Linked DNA regions of Danio rerio: region 1 is linked to region 2. The links are chromatin contacts, called in public Hi-C maps. All regions are on one chromosome and are shown on one strand. The core of a region is the stretch at or near the end of the contact, and the rest is flanking DNA. Distances in the headings are between cores, read along the strand shown. Region 1 has its middle 18 kb from the start of ccnf. Region 2 overlaps tedc2 (tubulin epsilon and delta complex 2).

Region 1 (6,943 bases), core at 1,652-4,151, 42 kb after region 2:
TCCAAAGCACACCAGCAAGTCTACTTCTTAGTGGCTGAAGAAAAACAAAATGAAGACTTTGGAGTGGCCTAGTCAACGTCCTGAGCTCAATCCAATTGAGATTCTAGACAAGGATCCAAAGCACACCAGCAAGTCCACTTCTGAATAGCTGAAGAAAAACAAAATAAAGACTTTGGAGTGGCCTAGTCAACGTCCTGAACTTAATCCGATTGAGATTCTGGACAAGGATCCAAAGCACCCCAGCAAGTCCACTTCTGAATTACTGAAGAAAAACTAAATAAAGACTTTGGAGTGGCCTAGTCAACGTCCCAAGATAGGCTCATTCTGAAAACGTAGCCCTATATGTATTTTTGGAGACTGAGAATTATTTAGCCAGAAGTATGTATGGCTGCATTTCGTTTTCAAAACAAATGCTACGGGGCGGTATGACACTCTTCCTTTTCTCGCTTACCTGCTGACTGCTTACCTCCGTATGGGCGGCTTTCCCGATGGTACCAGTTTATCCAGTAGCTCGCCATTTACATCGACATACTTGAAACGCAGAGAGGAGTTGACCAAGATGACAGGGTTCAAGTCTGGCAAAGACCGGTTCCAGAAGGCGGGTAAGACAAAAATAGAAGCCAAAAAATAAAAAAATCAAGTAAATAACAGGGTGAGAATGTGGTAAAATTTTAAAACGTGGTAAAAAATCAGGAGAGGGCTTCTCTTTTTCTGGATTGCTTAATAAAACACTGCGGTTGGATTTGGGGAAGTGGGTGATCGGATCAATCTGTGCTTTTGAAAACACTATTTGTTGGGTGGCACTCGTGAGGGAAATTTGAGATCTGAAAAAGTGTACACATCTGCCTCTGGTAGATTTGCAAAAACAAAAACTGAAAAAAAAAAAAAAAAAAAACGTAGCTCAGATGTATTTGGCGCTCTCCAGAAATGTATATAGCGGTACGTTTTTTAGAATGAGCCTAGAATGAGTCTTGACCTGAATCCAATTGAGATGCTGTGGCATGACCTCAAAAAGGCGGTTCATGCTCCAAAACCCAACCACCATATTTTCTCCGCAGCGCTGTAACAGACTCATTGCAAGTAATTGAAAATGCTTGACTGCAGTTCTTGCTAAAGGAAGGTTCAGGGGGCAAACACTTTTTCACACAATACTACGTATGTAGTTTTGTATTTCGTTTTCCCCTAATAATAATTATAAAAGAAAATGTTTATTTAAGAACTGCATGATGTGTTTACTTGTTATCTTTAACTAATATTTAAATTAGTTTGATGATCTGAAACATTAAAGTGCGACAAACATACAAAAAAAAATATATATATATATATATATAATATAAGAAATCAGCAAGAATTCATCTATCAAATCTTTAATTTTCTATTTTCTATTGGATTCAGGTCAGGTGATTGGCTGGGCCATTCTACAGCTTGATTTTCTTTCTCTGAAAACATTTAAGAGTTTTCTTGGCTGTGTTTTGCATTAATAGCTATGTTTCCATCCAAAAATGCGAATAAACTTTATGCGCAAAGCTGGATTATCGCATAAAAGTTGTGCGAATGAAGCATCTTTTCCATCCGACTAGTCAAAGCGAACAAAATCGTCACTTCCTGATTAACTGGCGCCAAATATCAACAGTAAAAACTGCATTTGCTGCAGTAGGAGAAGCTGCATCAATCTTTTCTAAATGAATCCGCCTCAGAAGACAATCCTGACAAGCAGTGAGCGCGCAGTGGCGGTTGAAGGTGTCAGACGCAAAGCACAGGCGCTCTTGATTCTGGAGGTCATTAATAATATAATAACTGAAATGGTAAGGTGTTTCAAAATGACCAAAACAACACTTCAGATGTTTTATAAAGTGCTCAGCCTGACGTTTTGTCCATTCACACACATTTTAAGCATCACATGATCTCTTAACAAAATCACATGACCTTTTTTAATGCGCATGCTGGAGTTTGTGCGGTAAAAGTGTGTCCATCGCAGTTTATACGCATCTTTTCTTATCGAATAAAAAGTTTATCCTACCCAGTTAGGCGCATAAGTTGTTTATGCGCATTTGCAAAATGAAAATGCGCATAAAATAGGTGGATGGAAACAAAGCTATTGTCTTGCTGAAATGTTCATTCTGGTTTCATCTTCATCCTCCTGCTAATGTAGATGTTGGACTGAAGCAGCTCACATTCATTTACACTAACGAAAGGCAGAAGATGCTGAAGAACTACTGAGAAATTTCAGCTGCTGTCTGGGCTTTCCATGTCTTTCCACGCCTCCCTTTCTTCATGTGTTCAACCCTTTTTCCCTGTGTCATTTCATGTTATTACACATAACTTCATTTGTAAACTAATTAGATTTGTTTTCTTTGTGCAAATATGGATTTCTTTAGTTGTTACAAACATCCAAGGAAAACGTCAAGTCATCAGCAATTTTAGGAATACTTATTTTCCCCGCTGTATATATTATATGTTCACTTTAACTTTTCCAGTCTCACTCCTGCATTTGCAATACTGTTTGAAAAGTACATGACATAAGTAATCGGATCCACAATACTTTTTTTCCCCCTACATTTATTAATCAGACATTACAAAAGCACTTTCCTCAGGATCGATACAGTGCTGTTATCATCTCTACCGCGTGAGAAATCCATTACCAACCCGAGTCTCTTTCTTACTGCATCCTCTCGCTTTTCCACTTCCCAAATGGACTCTAGCACTTTACCAAGCCACAGGTAATTGCTCCCAAACGGAGCGTCCCGGGCCTTCCCGAGCTCCAGCTAGCGTGTGAATGCTGGAGCAGGAAACAGGTTGATTTAGGGAAAAGGGGAAAAGGCCACAGGAGGCGAGTGATGGTCAGGCTAGATTACAGGAATGCTGGCAGTGAAGCGTTTTTCCCTCTGCGATCCGCCCAGTCTTGAGCACGGCTGGACGCTGAACTCTCCGATCAATTACAGCGGCTCCCTTTCCTGCCTTCTTCAGCACAACTGCTTCCTCTCCCAGCGCTGAGAAAAGAGGGCGGCTTTTAAAAATAGGGCACGTTTCGCTCCACTGTAACCTGTTAATTGAGTAGTGATAAAAGCTCCTCTTTTTCTACAAAAATAAAATCGTTTTGGGAGTATTGCCTTAAGATTTTAAGGAAACACTTTAGTTTAACACTCCAGCTATTTTAGAGTGGAACAATTCACACTAGTACCTATTCAACCCAGGCTCATTTTGAAAGCGTACCACTATATACATTTGTGGAGAGTGCCAAATACGTCCCAGGAGCTACGTTATTTTGCAGTTTTTGCTAATTCACTAGAGTTGTGGATCATTTTAGAGATCTCAAATGACTCTTGCTAGTGCCATTCTTGCCTGCTGTTCTCGCGTAAATCTACCAGAGGCCGCTGTTGATTGACTGACTGACCAACCCTCCTTCTTCCCTAAACCCAACCAATAGTGTTTTCAAAAGCACCGACCATGATTGTTATTAGGATATTAACTGTTTATTAACACTTAGAAAGTAAGAGCTTATTCTACATCCCTAATCCAAAACCTAAACCCAACTACTACAGTGTGAAAGCTGCCGGGTTCCACACAATCGATTTGTGTTAGGACAATGTGAAGGAATTAAGTTTTGTCATAAGTTTTCACAAATTTTGGTGGATTGAACTTAAAATGATTGAGTTGTTCCTTTAAAAAAAACTCAAGATTTGTGTTATTTCAGCTCATTTTAAAAAAAGTTCTGGTTTATTAATGGTTTGTTAATAGTGTGAATAAGTGTTAATAATACAATAAAGTAAAGTGTGACTGATTTGTATTGTTATCATTACTAATAAAAGTAAAATGAGACACATACACACAGTTGAAGTCAGAATTATTAGCTCCCCTGTTTATTTTTTCGCCAATTTCTGAACGGAAAATATTTTTTCAACACATTTCTAAACATAATAGTTTTAATAACTCATCTCTAATAACTGATTCATTTTATCTTTGCCATGATGACAGTAAATAATATTTGACTAGATATTTTTCAAGACACTTCTATACAGCTTAAAGTGACATTTATAGGTTTAATTAGGTTAACTAGGCAGGTTTGGGTAATTAGGCAAGTTATTGTATAACGATGGTTTGTTCTGTAGACTATCGAAAAAATGTATAACTTAAAGGGGCTAATAATTTTGACCTTAAAATGATGTTCAAAAAATTAAAAAAAAAGCTTTTATTCTAGCCGAAATAAAACAAATAAGACTTTCTCTAGAAGAAAAAATATTATCAGACATTATCAGAAATCTTCTCTCTGTTAGGCAGAAAAAAAACAGGGGGGCTAATAATTCTGACTTTTACTGTGCATATATTTAACATTTCTTTATTTAACATTTCTATACATGAAACTGACTAATATATTAGTTCAATATTTATTGGGCAACTAGAGCAAATAAGTGGCCTTTTTGTTTTAATATCTAGAAATGTTAACTTGTTTTTACTATGAATCATTTGACTTTTTTTTTCTGAATTCAGGATTATTATGTGAGTTTCTGTCATCAGAGTGTGTTGCAGCTGGTTACCAAGGTGATGGTAAGCAGTATTTAGCATTGATCTATAAATATATTCTCTTTTATAGAACAGTAGTATTTAGGTTTGTGCTTCCAGCTGCAGCTGGAAGTTAACAAGAAATATTTGTATTATTTATTAAATTATGCATTAATTGTATTTTTTAACATCTACCCCTACTCCAATCCTAAACCCAACCATTACAGTAATGTAAAAGCAGTAATTATACTGAGTATTACTCATGTTATTTATGAAATTACCCATCAAATTGTATTTTATTAACGTCTAGGCCTACCCCAATCCTGAACTCAACCATCACAGTAATCTAAAAGCAGTAATTATACTGAGTATCACTCATATTATTTATGAAATTACCCATTAAATTGTATTTTATTAACGTCTATCCCTACCCCAATCAGTGTTTTGGCAGATGTAGCTGACTGATACCAGCCCAGAAACTAACCACTGAAAAATAAAAGGCACAGCCCAACAATATGTAGGCTATAATAACCAGTTGAGAGGCTGAGGAGGGAGTGTTTTCTTATTGGGAGATCTCAACTGTTGTAAGCATTTGTACAGTATGTGAAGAACAGGGTTATGGCATCTCTTTGGGAGATCATAACAGGTTTATAAGTGAAGACCGGGGCTTTTGCCTTTGCAAAACCGCTCAAATATTCACTACCCGCCTATGTCATTTTTTTTACAAGCAAAAACAAATTCAAAACCGCCCAATCTGGCAACACTGACCCCCCTGAACCCAACTATCACAGTAATCTAAAAACAGTAATTATACTGAGTATTACTCATGTTGTTTATGAAATTACCTATTAAATTGTATTTTATTAACATCTATCCCTACCCCAACCCTAAATCCAACCATTACAGTAATGTAAAAATATTACTTATTGTTGTACAGTGTTACAGAAATGATGCTTTATTGATGTGAGTATCTGCAGCTGTATCCCATCTAGACTTTAGCCAAAAATTAGAGTATTTCTAGGGTGTTTATATGCAATTAAAATGCTTAGTTTAGTTGCTATGGTTCTGTATGTGGTTGCTAGGGTGTTCCTGGGCCATTTCTATATAAATATATATATAAATGTTTTTTTGTCATTTGAATTTTAAATGTAGTTTTGTTTTTTCCAAATCATTACATTTAAAATTACTTTATTTTTTAATAGATACTCTTCAGATAGGGCAACATGGTGGCTCAGTGGTTAGCACTGTCGCCTCACAGCAGGAAGGTTTGCATCCCAGCCAAGTCAGTTGACATTTCTGTGTGGAGTTTGCATGTTCTCCCCGTGTTGGCGTGGGTTTCCTCCGGGTGCTCCGGTTTCCCCCACAAGTCCAACGACATTCGCTATAGGTGAATTGAATAAACTAAATAGGTCATAGTGTGTGAATGTGAGAGTGTATGGGTGTTTCCCAGTACTGGGTTGCAGCTGGAAGGGCATTCACTGCATAAAACATATGCTGGAATAGTTGGTGGTTCATTCCCCTGTGGTGACCTCTAATAATTAAGGGACTAAGCCGAAGGAAAAGCAATGAGTGAACACGCTAATAGGACTGAATAAGCACATGCAGAAAGAGTGTTTTGACGGCTCTTGCTTTTATCACCTGAACACTTGACATGTCTGTCCCTAAACCTGCAACAACATGTAGCTTCTAATATGACAAAACAATCTGAATTTGATTTGCGTTTATTTGAATTATTGGCAATTGTAGTTTAATGAAACTGAATATTATATGAAACAAAATTGGCTGTAGTGTATGAGTGTATGTGTATGAAGGAGTGTGTATGGGTGTTTACAAGTACTGGGTTGCAGCTGGAAGGGCATACACTGTGTAAAAATATGCTGGAATAGTTGGCGGTTCATTCCGCTGTGGCGACCTCTGATAATTAAGGGACTAAGCGGAAGGAGAATGAATGAATATGATATGCCATTAAATATTGTTGGCGAGGCAGTGGTGCAGTAGGTAGTGCTGTCGCCTCACAGCAAGAAGGTCGCTGGGTTGCTGGTTCGAATCTCGGCTCAGTTGGCATTTCTGTGTGGAGTTTGCATGTTCTCCCTGCCTTCGCGTGGGTTTCCTTCGGGTGCTGCAGTTTCCCCCACAGTCCAAGGAAATGCGGTACAGGTGAATTGGGTAGGCTAAATTGTCCGTAGTGTATGAGTGTGTAAGTGAATATGTGTGTGGATGTTTCCCAGAGATGGGTTGCGGCTGGAAGGGCATCTGCTGCGTAAAAACTTGCTGGATAAGTTGGCAGTTCATTCCGCTGTGGCGACCCCGGATTAATAAAGGGACTAAGCCAACAAGAAAATGAATGAAGGAATGAAATATTGTTTTGATATTGATTTTGTTTTGATTTTCTTCATCTTGAAAACATCAAGACTTTTACAAACTGGATTTCTACAGTCTAGGA
Region 2 (6,763 bases), core at 3,993-6,492:
ATCTGTCCCGTGTAGGTCTCTAGCATAAAGCTCTGATATTATTGACCCATCAAACAATATTTAAAGGGTTTTTATTTGCCCAAAAATGGACATTGTTATTAATGACTCACCTTCATGTCGTTCTCATCACCCGTCGTTCATCTTCAAAACACAAATGAAGATATTTTAGATGAAATCGTAGAACTCCCTTATCTTCCATAGGCCGAAATGGTCTCAAAATGTTCAAAGTCCGGAAAAGGAACCAAAAATGTTTTTAAAACAGTCCTTGTGACTTCAGTGGTTCAACTGTAATCATACGAAGCTCCAAAAAAAACTTTTGTGCACCAAAAAACCCTGTAAAAACTTCTTTATTTGCTTTTGTTTTTTCATTTTTTAATTGAGTTTTTGGTCATTGGAATCTACAAAACGTAAAAAAGATTTAGTAGTTTTTGTGACGGTTACACCTTGTCTCCTCCAACTATTCACATGGTATGAGCAATAACTTACTATATTTTCATCTTGGTTCAATGTAGTATGATCAAGTGAATCACACTTCTCATATTCAGTCTATTTTGGGTCTAATGTGGCTATAATCTGTTCACCACCAGTTTAACATGACCCGTTGTGTCTTCTTCATGCCCAGATGAACAATTTCTTCAATTTGTCTTCTCTTCTCTTTTACTATAGTCAGATCAACTTTTTTAGCATTAGTGTCAGCAGCACAACATGCAAGCATTGCAGCCTGATCTAATGCATTATCCATTGGCGAACTCAAGTCATTGTTTTTTATTTATTGATTTATTTATTTTTTGGTGCACAAAAGTGTTCTTGGATCATCGCATGATTGCATTTATAGTAACATAATCACATCAAAGTTTCTGAAAGCTAAGAAGGTCAAGGTGGTCCAGGATTGGCCAGCCCAGTCACCAGAAATGAACATTATTGAGCATGTCTGGGGAAAGATGAAGGAGGAGGAATTGAAGATGAATCCAAAGAATCTTGATGAACTCTGGGAGTCCTGCAAGAACGCTTTCTTTGCCATTCCAGATGACTTTATTAAGTTTGAGTCATTGCAGAGATGTATGGATGCAGTCCTCCAAGCTCATGGGAGTCATACACAATATTCATTCTGTTTCACTGCACCAAGACTTTATATTCTATACTGTACATTATTTCTCTTCATTGACAAGAGTTTTGCCTAATCAATGTCAGACCTTATTGTCCTAGCTAAATCATTAAAAATCAAGGCATGATCATATTTAATTGTGGTCAAATAAGTGTAATCTAGAGGCATTTGCCTTTCATATAGGCCACTTCTGATACAAAATGATTAACTAGAAGTCACATTAGTAAATGTTGTTCCTAAAATTTGGGTAGGATCTTGGATCTTTGGCACATTTACAGTACCTTAAAAAATGAAATTCAACAACAATGTTCTCAGTGGCTGGATTTTGAAAGTCTATGGAGATTTTTATCTTCATCGGTGTTTATAATGTTCATTAGTTCATTAGCGAGCTGACAACAGAATAAATGTAAAGCTAGATTTTCTACTCCAGATTTAATAAAATTTCAGTTGCTAAAGCGGGACATGTAAATGTAAAACTGATGCTTTTGTGCTGTGGGTGAAAACATGTAGAATATGGGCCAGAAATATATAATAAGAGCCCCTTCTTATGTAGAAGAGCGAAATCTGCGCACGATAAACATTTTTCCTCATGTATGCAGATAATGCTTATCAAAACGAAGCTTCTGGCTTTCCTTTTTCATGTTATCTAAAAAAAAATCCACCAGAGACCCAATTATATCACTTAAATCTCTTTCATGATGTATCCTTTAAGACATTTCTATTTTTTTTTGCAGTTTACTTCAGGTTGGATTATATGGCTTGATAAACTGGATATTTCAAATGCAGTAATACAGAAACCCCTTGTGTTCCTCAGATTGGGAGAGGTGGGATAAGTGGAGCTCCAGGTGTCTGTGTCCTGTTCGCAGGAGAGGTGAATGGGTTGACCGTGATGGATCCGTCCTGCCGCCAGTCCTGTCCTACACCAGTGAGGAGGAACTAAGAGAACTGGAGAGACAAAAGCTTAGAGTAGAGCAACTTCAGCAGGCCCTTCATCTACAGCAGGTTTCAGTAACATCCATTGTTTTATGTACATTTTGGAATAGTTTGTCTATCATTCCTTTGCATAGACTTAACACTTAAATCTGCACCATTATATTCAAGAAATACATTTTTCCCCTACATTTGGACTAAACAAGGTGTCTTAAGCAACTAGTTTAAAAAGCTTAACTAGCAATTAGCTTTGGTTCCATCCATCATTTTTATTTTTTTTATTCCAACATGCATTTTAAAAACATGTGCTCAATTGAGTCGAATCATTTGTTTTGTTTATCCATCTCAAATATATATATTTTTTTATTTTACACATTTTTTATTGGTATTTAACTAGGCCATACGTGGTAGTACAAAATACAGAACAAGAAAAATCACAGACCGTCTTGGTTTTCTTATTTTCCTACTGTCCCCTCAAAATAAACTAAAATTAAATGTATTTATTAAAAACAAACATATATTTAAAAAAAAGAGAAAAAAACAACAATGCAAAATAATAAAAAAGCAAGGTTATAAAAAAGTAAATAAGAGTAAAAAAGATCCCTTCAAGGAGTCAATATTCCCTCTTTCCAGTAGTTTACAGTGTAATTGAGCTGATATCACGGTAAGCCGCTGGTATAATCTAAAACTTGATGCCAGGTCTTGTAAAAGGATTTTATGCAGCTTTTTATTTCAAGATTTCTCAGATCAACAGATTTCTCGTGTTTCCATCTCTAATATATATTTAAAAAATATCTGAGCAGAATACATTTGTAAAGTTATCTTTCATAATTGTCTAGCATGACAGTGTTGCGTGCCACTAACAGTGAATGCACACACAATTTAAAACAGGAACACATTTTTCACAACTTCTGGAAGCAAGAGCTTAAATAGTTTTAAGGAGATTGTCCTGAGGTTTTCTGGGATGTGATTCTTCTATATAAATACAGATTTTCATATTTTCTAAGCTCAATGAGGTGACCTTTGCAATTTGTCTGTGCTTTTTTTTTCAACTCTCACCTTTGCATTTGTTATTATCCTCAGCAAGTAATCTGTTCTTATGTCTTAATTTATTAAATGTAATACCTGAAAGTGTCTTAAGTTTAGATTATATTACAAATGTATATAAAAGTATATTTAGCATTAATTTAAACTATCAAAAAGTAGGGATGGTCAATGCAGTGGCGCAGTAGGTAGTGCTGTCGCCTCACAGCAAGAAGGTCGCTGATTCGAACCTCGGCTCAGTTGGCGTTTCTGTGTTGAGTTTGCATGTTCAACCTGCGTTCGCGTGGGTTTCCTCTGGGTGCTCCAGTTTCTCTCACAGTCCAAAGACATGCGGTACAGGTGAATTGGGTAGTGTATGAGTGTGAATAAGTGTGTGTGTGTGTGTATGTGGATGTTTCCCAGAGATGGGTTGCTGGAAGGGCATCCGCTGCATAAAAAAGTGCTGGATAAGTTGGCGGTTCATTCCGCTGTGGCGACCTCGGATTAATAAAGGGACTAAGCCGAAAAGAAAATGAATGAACGAATGAATGAATGAATGAATGAATGAATGAATGAATGAATGAATGAATGAAAAAGCAGGGACTAAGCCGAAGGAAAGTGAAAGTGGTAAACTCTTAGCAATGTGGCCTATCTTTTCAGGGGGGAATGTTAAAGTATTTTAGGCTGCTCATTTCAACTGGACTTAGTATTTTTTCTTAGTTCGATATGTCGGCTAATTAGTAGCTTATTAATCACGTGGAATAAAGAGTCTACTAAGTTACAGGAAAAATTATATTCTATGGACATAAGAGAACTAACCGAGTTAGTGGTGCCATCTAGTGGTGGTGTATGAATCTGTCCTGACATAGAAGTATAAGTATAAACCTATTAAATATTAGTTAGGTGACTATTAAACTGCTAAACATGATAAAATAAAAAAAGTAACTTCAATTTTGTGGCCAATATCAAATATTTATATAAAGAATATTAGTTATTATATTTTTAGAATATAAAAATTCTAAAAATATATTATTATTATTATTATTATTTAAATTATTATTATTATTATTTAAAAAACACACACATATATATATATATATATATATATATATATATATATATATATATATATATATATATATATATATATATATATATATATATATATATATATATATATTTGCTTTCTTTTTCTATTGAATTTATATTTCTCCAAAATGTAGATTCTTGCCGTTATTATTTTTGTTATATATATATATATATAGACACACACACACACACATATATATAGGCACGCGCCTCCCACCAGTGCTGATATAAAGCCATATCGCACCGCTGTGAGTTTATTTAGATTATATTCAGCAGCAAATCAGCACATTATAATGATTTATAAAGCATCATATGACACTAAATATTAGAGTAGTGGCTCCTTTTTTAAAAATCAATATAAAATGATATTTAACATTTTAAAAATATTGCAATTTGTTTTACTCATTTTCTGTGTATTAAAGGGGACCTATTATGCAAAAAATGACTTTTATAAGGGGTTTAAACAGTTGTTTGGTAAAAGTCTGTGAATATAACCAACTCTAATGGTGAAGGTTAAATTGTATTTTTTATAATCCCACTTGATAAAAACAGTCTGCAGAAACACCTTGATTGACATTTTTCCTTTGGTGTCATCAGAGGGAGAAAAGCCCCGCCCACTAGTAACAATCCCTCCCTCATTAGCATAAGGTGTTAGTCTTGTTTTTGAATCTGCCACTATGCAGACACATAGGCATTTATAGCTCCGCCCTCTTATGAAAAAGAGCACAATCTCATTTGTATTTAAAGCCACAGTCATCAAAGTGCCACAACTAGGACCAAAGCCTAAAAGTGGGCAGTTTCAAACAGCTATAAAACCTTATTTGTGTTGTATTTTAAGCTGAATTTACTCATATAACCTGTATGGACATCAGAGACTTATTTTACATCTTGTAAAAAGGGGCATAATAGATCCCCTTTAATAAATTCTGCATTGTTTTCTGTTTACAGGCAATGTCCGATAGCCTTGCGGGTTTCTGGGACTGCCCTCCTGGTGGAGAACGGTCCAGCGCTGTAGCTTTGCGTGGTCTGTACTCTCTTCTGGCGGAGGGAGGCATTCAGTTCCCATTGCTGGTTTTGGATTCAGAGTGAGACTTGCTCGAAAAACAAGACTGTATTTCATGGTTGATCCGCTGCATTCCAAGAAGCACAGCAGGGAGGTATATCTACAAGCTGACACCAAACCATCTCCAAAACTCTAAACAAGTTCTCTGAGCGCGTTTGTCTTTTAATGGGTCACACGAGCGACTGCAGCTGCTGTTCACAAACTCGAATAAAGCTTCCAGCTGACGTCTCTCAGGATCCGTGAGTGAGGATTTCATTTCGTTTCGTGTCACACTCCTCCATCCAGCAAGCATTATCCTCTATTACTGCCTTTATGTGGCTTTCTGATGAGCTCTTCCTGTATGAATTCATTACTCAGCCTGCCAAACCACTGGCGTCTTTTGAATACTAATGACATCCCTGCTTAAACAACAGCAACAAAAACATCACAGACTTCTAATTATTTTAAAGTCCGCATGAAATTAAATTTGAAATGTTAGTTTTGCTAGCTTACGTTGTTATTCTTACACTGTATCCTAACATGACACGATGCAAGATTCTAGCGACAAGCGATTTGTTTGTTTGCACCAAAAGCAACGACACACGACAGAAGCATTTAAATATCAGCCACTGCACAAAAGGGTGAATGTTTTTAATCTAATTAATACATATTAAATAATGATAATAATACAAATTTTGTATTTGTTTTGGCGTCACGGTGGCGCAATGGGTAACACGATTGCCTAATGCCTACTTTAGACTGCATGATTTTAGCCCCGATTATGACTCGCCGACAAGTTTTGAGAAATCGCGACAAATTTCTGAAATCACAGGCAAATCAGTGCTTGTGCACGTGAGTGACAATCACACAGTATGAACTATCAAAGACACGATCTGAGAGAATCGCCGATGAGTCGCCGATGCCTGTGAGAAATTTGGCGTGCTTAATATCTGGAACTTTCGGCGATTCAAATCATGCCGTGTGAAATGAGTTTTGACTGAATATAACATCAGCGATCGCCTACAGCCAATGAGAGAGCGGCATTCACTTGTGTGTGTACCTGCAGGTCAGCGGGAGGTTGGGGGAGAAGTTAAAAGCTCTCATTTTCAGTTTATTTGGACCCAAGAAATGGAGGAAAAAACTAGTGTGTTTGACGTTTCATACAGAAAGTAAAAAAAGAAAGTTGAGGAGACAGTGCTAATTCCATTCAAACCCAGGTTAGCAAATATTTACATTTTCTACCCCATTACAGGCTTCTTTCTTGTTATATAGTTAATAACAAAAGATATACCTCATGTTTTTGGCTGTGGGACGTAGTTTGGACAATGTTGTCGGTGATTCTTCCTATTGTAAAGTCATGCAATGTGAAAGCCCCTTTTGCCGATCCATTTGCAGTGTAAACAAAGCAGCGACAAAACGCTAGCCCAGATAGTCATGCAGTGTGAAAACATCAGTGACACGACTACTTTGAAAATCATGCAGTCTGAACTCGGCGTAACAGCAAGAGGGTCACCGGTTCGAACCCTGGCTGGTTCAGTTGGCATTTCTGTGTGGAGTTTACATGTTCTCCCCAT

Evidence for each region. Hi-C and Micro-C count contacts between places; a contact is called where the count stands out from the background.
Region 1: a Hi-C map of an unstated tissue shows a contact between it and region 2, with 3 times the contacts expected there. The contact joins two enhancer-like sites. A contact is called at or near these places in 2 of 18 Hi-C or Micro-C datasets (caudal fin and an unstated tissue).

Annotation. Positions count from the first base shown.
Region 1 is chr3:11,035,355-11,042,297 of GRCz12tu, forward strand. No RefSeq gene overlaps it. Among named protein-coding and RNA genes, the nearest start is that of ccnf, 18 kb to the right of the region's middle. Within about 2 kb of position 2,902, at least 10 of the 62 cell types and tissues checked have an H3K27ac peak or open chromatin away from gene starts, as enhancers often do.
Region 2 is chr3:10,990,604-10,997,366 of GRCz12tu, forward strand. It overlaps tedc2 (tubulin epsilon and delta complex 2), which reads left to right. Exons shown (of 10, transcript XM_073944170.1): 9 at 1,920-2,107; 10 at 5,096-5,988. The coding sequence ends at 5,236. Among named protein-coding and RNA genes, the nearest start is that of tedc2, 17 kb to the left of the region's middle. Within about 2 kb of position 5,243, at least 4 of the 62 cell types and tissues checked have an H3K27ac peak or open chromatin away from gene starts, as enhancers often do.